Regions from separate parts of the Anser cygnoides genome. Here all the other regions are linked to region 1. Evidence: chromatin contacts called from public Hi-C data. All regions are on one chromosome and are shown on one strand. Each heading gives the region's core, a stretch centred on a gene start, on an enhancer-like site or on the middle of the called end of the contact. The rest is flanking DNA. Distances are from core to core; before and after follow the strand shown. Region 1 overlaps XDH (xanthine dehydrogenase). Region 2 holds the start of LCLAT1 (lysocardiolipin acyltransferase 1). Region 3 overlaps COQ8A (coenzyme Q8A).

Region 1 (3,824 bases), core at 453-2,952:
TCCCGGTGTATCAGACTACCTTATTTTTATTACCTTTATTTGCTGGGTAGTTTCATTGTGATTATTACTGCACAAAATACAGAAGTACATTTGTACCTGCCTGAAAATTTGCAAGCTAAGTAACTAGTCCAACTTCCTATTGAGATCCCTGCACAGCAGTAGCTGGAGAACAGAATTAACTGCCCCAACTCTTTATTCACAGAATTAAATGGGAATTGACAATGACAATAGGAGTATAGAAACAGGGCGTGGGATTTAGCCTAGACACGCCACATAGCAGAAGTTGGTCCTGGGATGAGGTTATTCCATTGTATTAATATTCTCTGGATTAATTTCTTCGGTGAGGTATACATTGAAAAGCATTGGTGTAGCAGTAACTGGAGAATACCCTGTAGTCTTTATATCTGCCCAATACTACTACTAATAAAAAGGTATTTCACTACAAAATTTTGTGCCTATTGCATAGTTAACTGTGGGTCAAACTTTCATAATGTTCTTAAAATGCATCTCTGGATAGCCAATTTAAGTTTAAAATATTCTGTTTGTAAATGTACAAGCTGGAGTTGGATAATGGTTCATCTAGAAAAGCCTGAGGGTAATGTGATCACACTAACATGGTGAAATTAGTGACACTATTTCACTTACCTGTCCTATATCTATGGCTGGGTTGAGACTGGTGCCAACATCCATTACAATGTCTGTGCGAATGTTCTAAAAGACAGAAATAAAGAATAAATCAGCACAGACATTGAAACTTGTACACAATGGTTTTATATGAGGAGGCACAATATATCCACCACTATCCATACTTGGCCACTGGTCAACAATCTATGTCAAGCTCAATTCTTCATACTATCTTTTAAAGGGAGTTCATCTCTAAAGTAAAACAAAGGAACTCACTGAAGTTTTCCCTGGAGATTCATCAGACCCAATCTGCATTAATCAAAACTGCCAGTGTCAGTGCTCTGTACCTAAGCATAGCCAATTAGGCCAAATGCTAATGAATCGTCTTCTCTCCCTCTCCCCCCCCCCCCCCCCCCCCCCCCCCTCTTTCTCGTGAGCACACTTCTCCCTCTTTCATCCTTAAAAGATTCCAGTGTTAGTTTTAATGATTAACTCAGTTCTGGTATGTTGCTGTTCCTTTGTGCTAACACAGTGCTGATATCTCTTACATAAGCAAATCCAATAACTTTTGCAATCATTCATTAAGCCTCCTAATATCCCCGCAGGTCAGACAATTCTCAATTTATTATACTTTATGGACTGTTGCACTGTGGAACACAGGAGTTAAGAAATTCAGTGAAGGTCACACTGGACCAATGACTGAGCTAGGAACAGGCTGACACCCACTATTTGTTCTAACTCCCTGTGAACATTTCTTATAACTAAACAAAAAAAGGCTATTTCACTGATGATCCCCTCACCTTGTGGTCACCTGTCAGGCAATCTATTTCAACCTCGGAGCAAGCAACGCCGTAACTGAAGTAGCAGAATGGCTTCCCTTCATTCTTTTCAAAATCGTAGCCAAGATCAGGAATTCTTGACACAAAGAAAAACAAAACCACATTTCATTCCACAACTTAAAATCTTTATTCACTTGTGTTTTACCTCCTCCATCAAACCCATGCAGAAATGAAAAGCATAAACAACTACAAATAGAAATCTCCTAAAGCTACCCTGTATTCCCAAACCTTATTGAAACTATTTTAGCTATTTTCCAGTGAATCTCAGATCTTATGGTGAGTATTATGGACTCATTGCCATAAATCCAGTAGCAAATCCTTTGCTTTTTGAATGTAGTTGAACATTTCTTGGAGGTCATTTGCAATGATTCTAGGCAGCAAAGGGCATACAGCCCTTGGTTAGAGCAGTGACAGGGGGATTAGGGCTGTAAATCCTCCCAGAATCTCCTTGGATGCAACTAAGAACTGTGCCTCTGTAGTGTGAATATTCACTCACCTATAAAACCCCGTGGCTGACAGGCTAACACAGTTCTGATAGGCGGTTTTAATCTGCCAAAGTGAATAAGAAATTGAAAACAATCATTGTCCAACCAGTGCCTGGAAAAACAGCTACCCCAAATACATTATTCCCAAATACATTGCAAGGAGAGCATGAACAGGTGTCCAATGACAGACAGCTGTGACACTACCCAGCACCAACATTGCCAAGGGAAACATCATCTTGCTTCCCCAGATAGCCTTGTCAGCAGCTACCAAGGTATAGTGGTAGAGGTGTAAGACTTACTCATTTATTTGTCTCTCAGCAAGATTAGTCTTTCAAGCTCAGAGACAAAGGTTAAGCTATCAGTCTCCTTGACTTCACTGAGGCCAGGAGAAATCCTGTCCTGACATCCAAATTACAAAATCGAAGCTCCTCCTTTGAAGAGGAGCTTCTATTGAAATTAAAAAAAAACAAAAAAAACTTTAAAGTTCACAATTGAAAATAGTTTTAGAGTGTTACAGCACACCAATCTCTTATTATTGACGTTATAGAGTTATTTAGGTTATAAGTTATTTATAGGTGTTATAGGTATATTTTATAGGTTATTTATAATTATCTAAATCACAGCCAAGAAGCACTATAGGAGGTGGCGGGTAACTCAGCAAAGTCATCTTTGTCACAGAATCCCTTCATTACAAATTAGGTTTCTTTCTGTCTGGGACTGGAGCTTGACTACATAGATATATGTAACCGCTCAAAACTTATTTGGTAAAGTTTGTCATAGGCAGGCCCCAGGATCTGGGGAAATCTCCATATTAAAGTCACAACTGATGTTTTGGGAATGAACCCTTGCTGGCTTTGGTTACTTCCCTTGCCAGGTTTCTGCTTTGCTGTCCTTTCTCAAATCTTTGCTAGTGAGATGCAGACCTGGAAGATAACTTATAAACAGGGTTTGCCAATGCAAACAATCTGTGACAATGCCCACCTGTCTCATGACATATACAGACAGCTTACCCAATCTTCCCAGGATCCTTTCGGATTAGACTGTTTGATTGGATCAAGTCTTTTTAAGATGGTCTGACATGCATTCTAAAAACAAATAACAAAAAGCAGTATTAGAAGATTTGAAAAGTCAGCCTATAGTATTAAGAGAGTAATACTAGTCTCAAAGAACCTTCTGTTTAAATCAATATTGCCTCCAGGACTTTGGCATATCATAAAACAGATCAAAGTTCACTAATAGAAGGCTCGCTGCGTAGGAGAAATGTTGACTGAATAGGATTTTAAAACAGATTGTCTCTGCTGATAGCAGAAGAGAATCCCAAATACAGCACAGAACTTGCCAGACCATGGCACACAACACCAAAGTCCATTTTTTTATGCAGTAACTTTACCTGCACCAAGTCACAGTGGGACACATTGCCATATGCAGCAAGATGATCCAATAACACCGAAAAAATATTCTTGCCAAAATTCAACTTATTGAATCAAGCTGTGCAGAGCCCAACCTACTGAATCAAGCCATGAGTATTTAGAAATTTTTTACTTTTGAGATTATCCATCCCCTTTTCTTCAGACATGAGACTGACCAAGACTAAATTCCTCTTTTCAATGGAAGAGTCACATACCCTGCAAGCAGATGCACTGGTAGCTCTACACCATGTCAGAGACGATCATAACCATGCCATTGCCACAGAAGGCTATTTGCTCTAAGTGTTTAACACTTAGAGGTATTTGGTTCTGGAGCACAGCCCACAAACAAGCTGCAAGTAGTATCTGCAGTGTAATATATTGTTATAGATAAGGTCTCATTAATTACTAACAAGCTAGCCATTTAAACAGATGCTTTGTTCTGTTCATTTTGAGTAATCACAGAAACA
Region 2 (3,824 bases), core at 367-2,866, 340 kb before region 1:
TGCTGTTCTTCAAAGACAGCTCCATTCAATCAATCCCCCCCCCCCCCCCCCCCCCCCAGTTTTGTTTGTTTGTTTGTTTTTCATCCCACTAAGTTTCTGTGACAGCAATCATGTCATAGTTTTCTAGCTGGGCAGTGGCTACCAGCTCCTCCTGTTTGGTATTCGTGCTGTGTGCATTGGTATAGAGGTACTTCATTTGGTCTTTTGACTGTCTGACCTTTTTGACAGAACCTTTCTGGAGGGACAATATGGTGATAACCAACAGAAAGACCATTCTATTCATCTGAGAGGCTGACAAACTGGTTAATGAAAGTCTCTAGCAGTGAGGGGAAGCCCTGGCCCAACGCAATAGTAAGAAGATGAAGGGTTGAGGAATCTTTTGAAACTGTAGGTGGTTTGAAGGAGAGGCTTTTGGATATGGATTTAAAGTACTCTGAGAATTCAGTTGAGTATTGTATCAATTTAAATCTTTAGCTTTACAAAAAAAGGTATGACAATGGAATTTCCAACATTTTTAGGATGAGATTCCTGGAACATTCATTCACTAATTTTTTATTTCCAATATTGACCAAATTGATGAATGATTTTCAACTCCACAAGGGTACTTATTAAGGCAATGCACTCTCAATGAATGATGATGATAGATGCTTCCAAAGAGCTGATGTTGGCCTCAATATTACCTACAGCAGAAAACAGGGATCCCACCAGTGGAGTGGCTATGGGGCAATATATCTCAAAACGGTTATGGGGTCAGGTTTTTCTGTGGTACTTGAACTTTACAGGTTTGCCAAGGGATGTGTTTGCCATGCACAGGAAATGGTTAAGGGGTCAGAAAGAGAACCCAGATCACTTTGGCCCTAATCCAGCAGCTCCATTGAGCAGGACACGGGCTTGGCTTGGTTTTAAAAAAGCATAAAACTTCACTTTAAACCTCCTGGAGTTTTCTTTCTTGGGTTGAGGGTTTCCCCAGATGTGTTCACCTTGTAAAAACATGTACGTGGAAAGAGTATAAAAGGGTTAACTGAGTCAACAACGCGCAGCTGTAAAGTTCAGTGCAATAAAGCTGAAAATATTGCCAGTTTCAGAGAGAATTCGGACTAACCACCCCCAGGCCTGCCCTAACAGCACTGGAAATCATTCCACGGCTGTTTGCTGCTGCTTTCTTTCCTGCCTGCCTGACAATTTTACGAGAAAACCCGTTGCTAGCAGCAATAGGGTACTTTGCCCACAACACAGCACTCTTGGGCTGACTAGCTGTCGCACTTTATAGCTAATAACGGAATGAAGATGATTGTATTGTTATTATTGTTGTTATTGTTATTACTGAGTTCCTCACAGCCCTGCACCAGAAGGCCCTGTCACCCAACGGCCGTTGGCAGTCCTGTTTTGGGGAGGAAAGGCCTGGCAGGGGTAGGAAGGAGGGCAGAGGAGAGGTTGTGCAATGCGAATTCCTGTCATTTTGATCAAACTGTTGCAAAATGTGGCTGAAAACTGCATATGCTTCGCTATACGCCGGCAGGCAGAGCAGCTTTGGGGCCTGCGGGACACCGCCCGCAGCCCCTTTAAGGGAGGCCGGGCGCGGGAGCGCCGCCATGGCAACGCCTTGACAGCCGCGACCGGAAGAGATCGGGGGGGGGTCGGAGGTCGCTGCTGGCAGCGCCAAGATGGCGGCGGCCATGGCGGCGCTGGGCGCTGGTGCGGCCGCGGTCCGCGCACCGGCGGCCCTGTGAGCGGGCGGGGGCTGCTCCCGGCGCGGCGCCGCCTCCCCTCAGGTGAGGCCGGGCCCCGGGGGCTCTTTCGGGTGGGTTGCGGTGGCCGAGGGCGGCGGGGCTGCAGCCACGGGGCTCGTTCGGTGGGGCCCGGCCTTACCTGCTGCCCTTCCTCCCCAGGCATGGCCGGAGCGTTGTAGGAGGGCTGCGAGCCGCGGAGATGCCGGGCGGGGACACGCCGCAGGGGAGTGCCTGAGATCGTCTGGGAACACGCTGTGTGAAAAGTGTACGTCACGAAACCTTGGCTTCAGTACCTTTAATTCTGTTATATCTAAAGGGACAGTCGCATGATTGTTGTTATACTCTCATCCTTAGCATCTGTCCTTCTTAAGAAAGCAGAGTCAGTGTAGACTTCTGTAGAAGATTACAGTAAAGTTCTGTGTAGATTTGTTTCATTTTTTTTTTTCCAACCATACTCCTGTGGTTTTCCCTAGTCGCCGTGCCTCTTGTCACTTCTCCCATTGGTGATGCCGTGCGTGCTGCTATCTCGGCTAGATTTACTCTGTAGCAAAACTAAACTTTGACCCAAATGTCCCATGTGCCAGAAGTGCGGGATGAGGATCAGAACAAGGTCTGTAACTTGTGACAGCCAAACTGCTGAGAACTTAACTGGCTGCAGAAAGCTGGGTACCAGAAATAAACGCTAGAGTTAAACTACGTGTGCAGCCTTGCTTTGGTTCTTATGCATATTCACTGCGATACCATTCTTGGATGTAATTATTTTTAAGCCGTACTTAACCTAGTTTATTAAGTGGGGTGTGCTTACATAATGGGTTGCGTATTTTGCTTATTGATTGCTAAGCATCTCCATAGGAGATGTTCCTTCTTTTAAAGACACCGCCTAATCTCTGCTTTTGGACACTTAGACTTTTCAGTAGTATTTACTCTGGCGATGTTTTAGTCTTTATCAAGCACAAGCTTATTTTGCAGTAACATGGAAAAAAAAAAGAATCTATTTGTTTTTCTTTGTTACAAAATGGGGAAACTAGGATTAAAAAGTAGAAAAGTCAAAGTATGTCTTAAAATGAACACCGCTGAAACGTTGGTTGGCTCATCAGATTTTGTAGTGTTTTTTTAACACTCAGAATAGAGAGCTTCAGTGGGGATTTTAGCACTGTTAAGGTTACTTGATTCAACAAATCCGTTCTCTGTTTGCTCAAGTGACGGGCTGTCATGTGTTTCATCTGTTCCTGCAGAGTCTCTGCTTCTCCAGCAGGTACTTCTAATGATGCCTGTCTGTTTCTTCTTTCCATATTTCTTACTCCTGTTCTCCATTGATGGTCTTTTTCAAGGTTGTCCCTTGTTCACTTGTTTCTTCAGGTCATGGTGCTGAGAAAAGGCAGACAAGATTTCTGTGTCCGATATTGAGTTACATAATCTGGTTTAATGTTTTATTAGCTACGGACTGGGAACTAGCTGGCGTGTTTGCATTGTGCGGTGTTTGGTCAGCTCTTAGAGCTAGGAGAGTGGAAAATGGAACCTTTAGAGAGTTGACTTTTTGAAACAGATCCTTTCTGAGTGTGTGGAAAGGCTTGCACTTTGGTTTATGTAACTTTTTGTTGACTTAGACAAAAAGTTGGTGACTCCTGAAAGACAGCTGTGCTTTATAAAGGCCCTTGTTGCTATTGCAGGATAGGATGAGATGGTAGAGAACAATGTTAGCAGACTTTATTAAACCTAGACAAAATATTTCTTTTTTTTTTAGGGCTTTTTCTCATATGTTTGCTTATGAAGGGAGGCTTTACTGGTCAATACAAAAATAATTGCTCGACTTGGTTAATACACTGTCCTTTCATAAGTCTGAGAAAATGAATTTGCGTTTAATCTGACAATGGGCTTATTCTTTTCTGGGGATTCCCTGAAACAAAACTGTTTTTTCATCTTGCTGCTTTGAAACAGTCTTTTCCAAGACTTTCTCTGTAATACTAAAACTTCTGTGACTTGCAAGTTTTTTGATCATCCTTTGGTATAAGCCTGCCATTTATGTCCTTGTGGGTATCAAGGTACAAGAAACGAAACAAGAAGTAAAACCAAGCACATAATTTCTCTTGCTGA
Region 3 (3,824 bases), core at 542-3,041, 270 kb after region 1:
TCATAACCGCTTCTGGCAAGTGACAGAAATGTAGAAATAATGCATTCACAATTAAGATCCTAGCAAGAGAGTGCATTCCCTCATTACAGTTCACTTCCCCTATAATAGTCTCGATACAATACACTAATAAATTCTGCCCCAGGCACACGTTTCCCACTACACTGATGTAGATCTGATTTGTTTTGATTTTAAAGCTAAAACTCACTCACTTTTCTCCAAGACTGGGTTCTGCTCCTGCTCCAGTAAAATAAGTATTTGCAATTCGGGGACCAAAAAAAAAAAAAAAAAGTTTCATTTACCTCATTCTAAGGTCTTTAAAATACACTATCCAGGCAAGGAAAGATTTATGCCATTTTCACACTTTCTTGCTCTGTTGCATCGTGGCTGTGATGACACTAGTTTGGTTTTCTAACTGGAGTATAAACTCTCCAAAGCAGGGGCTATCAAGCCACTACCCATCATTCACCATTTTTCCTTTCAGAAAGGCGGGTTTCTGGATGTAAGAAGTGACACACTTTACTCCACTATCCTTTGATCCTGGAATTATGAGGCTGTTTCTTCCAATCCCCATTTCAACCAGCACTGATGCAAAGCAGCATTTACAGTCCCCTCTTCCTCCACCAAGGTAATACAACCAAAAGCAGCAGTCCTCACATGATCTATTCCTCGTGAATTAATTTCACAAATAATCACATTAATCCCGACCATTAACCCTAGCGGAGGGCTACTGCGGGCCTGTCATCTTCATCCACAGTTGACTCAGTTCCAGCCACACAAAGCTACTGGGTTTTGTTGTTGCTTTTCCCTCCTTTTTATGCACTGGACACTACTTATAATAATCCTCTATATAGCTCAAAAGCTGTAAGCACAAGTGTAGCTTTAATCATGTGAATAATTCTCAAAAATACTGTGAAAAAAGTTGGTTTTTATGCATGTGGCTCCTTTATCCAGCAGCATGGACAATTGTTCATTAAAACAAAAATGGAGCATGACTGAAACACACAAGTTAACATTAGATTTGGGCAGATGTCATATTTGAAGCATATATTTAACACACTGAACTAGTAGAAGCTGGATTTACACTTTTGTTTTTATGGCAAACTTGGACAAAACCACAATTGACACAGTTAACAAGTTCCAAGACATCCCTCTGTCAGTGTTGTTATACAGCATCCCTTCAAAAACCGAATTTTCCACAGTACAAGAGCTCTAACCTGGAGCATTTACAAGAATGTTACACTAAAGCTCTACTGATCAAATCCAAATGTTTGCACTTCAAACAGAAAACAAACATGACAAACCTCTCTGTCCATGTTTGCAGAGTAGCTTTATGCTCTCCGAGTCACTTTATCAGTTAGGAGAGAAGAGACCACTGCATTCGGTGCCCTGCCTGATACACAGGGATCTGCACGGCTTCATAGCGTGAGGCTTCACACAGGCAACCGACAGGGCTCCCTGCGGAGCTCGTGCTCTGAACTTGAATGCCAAGTAGGAAGGAGGGAGGCTATCAGTTGGCAGTTGTGGGTTGTTTTTGTTTTGTTTTGTTTTTCTACACACACTATCATTTTGTAATTGTTTTTATTTCAAGTTTTACTTTTCTTAAAGCATGCAGAATGCAATTTGGAAACTGGAAAGCAATAAAAAGCTCCATCTCGCAAACAAGTGAGATTCCTTTCAAATAAAACACACCATTACTTAAGACCATATTCTTGAGAAAATGAAAGCTTTTCCTCTTGCATTTAAAGAGGTATCAAGTCTTCACTAGTACATCGCAAAGAGCTACAGAAATGGGACTGTTTTCTAAGTTCTCTATTACACAGGGAAGTCAGCAAGTAATTTACCCAAAGTTACATAACATGTCAGTGCCAGAGCTGGGAAGAGAAATAGTGCTCTCTCCTAAGCAAACCGCCCCTTACAGCATACGGTCTAGAATTCAAGTGTACTTAAAACAACAAAACACTATAGAGCAAAATGAAACTAGGATTCATAGCCAGCATCTTACCAACATATTGTTAACAGACACATCTGAAGGATTAAATGATGAACAAGCAAAGGTATAAAAAAAATATGATTAGAATCATAACTTTCTTGGAAAACTAGACACACCCTATAACTTTACTATAAATCTATCTTCCTCGGGTATAAGATGACCTTTTTCTTATAATCCTTTTTGCAGACAGAGACAGAACCACGCACGCTATGTCTTAAGTCACTACTTAAAAAGTCAGCACGAGGTACTACGCATTTTCATCTATGGCTGGCACAGACTTGCACACCGAACATAACCCCTGTTATCACTGTGAACAGCAGGTCAAACACCTCGGCCTCCCACTATTGATCCTGGAGGTGTGCATATCTATGCAGATCCCATGCCTTTCAACATTGCCCAGGAGACCAGGGTTATGTTCAAATTTAGTAACTTACAACACATACTAGTCTATTCATAGCCCCCTGAGCTCACATAGCTAAGGAGCTGGTAATGTTTCTTGTTCTGGCTGTGTCAGAATCTTTCTGTAAGAAGAAAAAAATTATAGGATGCAAGAAGAGGCAAAGGAGACTGCTGCAAGAAGGCATGAATTGATCTAATTCTCACTAAAAAGGAAGTGTTTGTTGGGAATGTGAAGGCCAAAGGCAGCCACAGCTGCAGTGACCATGAAATGGTGGAGTTTAAAATCCTTAGGGAAGCAAAGGTGATGAAACCATTTCCAGACAAACGAAGAAAATCACCAGGTGTAGTCAGCATGCATTCACCAGGGGGAAGTTATGCTCGACCAACCTGGTAAGGTTCTGCACTGAAATGACCAGATGATGGGTGCCAGGAGAGCAGTGGATAATGCCTTCCTAGACGTCAGTAAGGCTTTTGACACTGTCCCCCATAAGACAGCCATAGAGAAGCTGTTGATGTATGGGCTGGATGAGCAGGCAGGGAGTTGGATCAAAAACTGGCTGAACAGCTGGGCCCAGGGGGTAGTGGCCAGTGGCACATCTAGTTGGGGGCCAGGAACAAGTGGAGTACCCCAGGGGTCAATACTGGGTCCAGTCCTGTTTAACACCTTCATTAACAACCTGGACAATATGATAGAGTGCCCCCCCTCTATATTTGCAGAGGACACAAAACTCTGGGGAAGGACTGACTCACCAGAAGGTCATGCTGCCATCCTGCAGGACCCGGACAGGCTGAAAAGGTGTGCTCACAAGGATCTCACAAAGTTCAACAAGGAGAATTGCAAAGTCCTGCACCTGGGGAGTAACCGCCTGTCCTACAGGGAGAGGCTGAGAGAGCTGGGAGTGTTCAGCCTGGAGAAGAGGAGGCTTAGGAGGGATTTTATAAATGTGTATAAATGCCTGATATATAGGTGCAAAGAAGGCAGAGATAACCTCTTTTCAGTGGTGCTCAGTGACAGGAGAAGAGGCAACGGGCGGAGAACTGAACACAGGAGGTTCCACCTAAACATTAGGAAGCACTTCTCGACTGTGCAGGTGACCGAGCACTGGCACCTGAGGCTGTGGAGTCTCCCTCCTTGGAGGTCTTCAGAAGCTGCCTGGACATAGTCCTGTGTAATGGGCTTTAGGTGCCCCTGCTTGAGCAGGGCGGTAGGACCCGACGAACTCCAGAGGTCCCTTCCAGCCTCCACCGTTCTGTGACCGCAGTGCTGAAAGGGGGCATGGCCTATCAGCATCTACATAACAGCTCTGCCACAGTCCTCAGGCAAGTTGTTTAGTTAAGCTACTAGTGATCATACAGAGGGATACCTCTGACACTACGGTAAATCAGCGCAGCGAGCTCTATACAGCTCATAACTCACCACTAGGCCTAATCTGCA

What was found. Hi-C and Micro-C count contacts between places; a contact is called where the count stands out from the background.
Region 2: a contact with region 1 is called in a Hi-C map of liver, with 2.4 times the contacts expected there. The contact joins the promoter of LCLAT1 here to the enhancer-like site in region 1. A contact is called at or near these places in 2 of 7 Hi-C or Micro-C datasets (both in liver).
Region 3: a contact with region 1 is called in a Hi-C map of liver, with 2.4 times the contacts expected there. The contact joins two enhancer-like sites. A contact is called at or near these places in 2 of 7 Hi-C or Micro-C datasets (both in liver).

The regions. Positions count from the first base shown.
Region 1 is chr3:18,983,614-18,987,437 of Taihu_goose_T2T_genome, forward strand. It overlaps XDH (xanthine dehydrogenase), which reads right to left. Exons shown (of 38, transcript XM_048078421.2): 32 at 2,959-3,033; 33 at 1,960-2,012; 34 at 1,425-1,539; 35 at 646-711. Among named protein-coding and RNA genes, the nearest start is that of XDH, 41 kb to the right of the region's middle. Within about 2 kb of position 1,703, at least 2 of the 3 cell types and tissues checked have open chromatin away from gene starts, as enhancers often do. A contact at or near this core is called in liver, where this site is marked.
Region 2 is chr3:18,639,558-18,643,381 of Taihu_goose_T2T_genome, forward strand. LCLAT1 (lysocardiolipin acyltransferase 1) reads left to right here and starts at 1,617. Exons shown (of 6, transcript XM_048078411.2): 1 at 1,617-1,772; 2 at 1,890-1,995.
Region 3 is chr3:19,254,345-19,258,168 of Taihu_goose_T2T_genome, forward strand. All of the region lies in intron 1 of COQ8A (coenzyme Q8A), which reads right to left. Among named protein-coding and RNA genes, the nearest start is that of COQ8A, 4.6 kb to the right of the region's middle. Within about 2 kb of position 1,792, at least 2 of the 3 cell types and tissues checked have open chromatin away from gene starts, as enhancers often do. A contact at or near this core is called in liver, where this site is marked.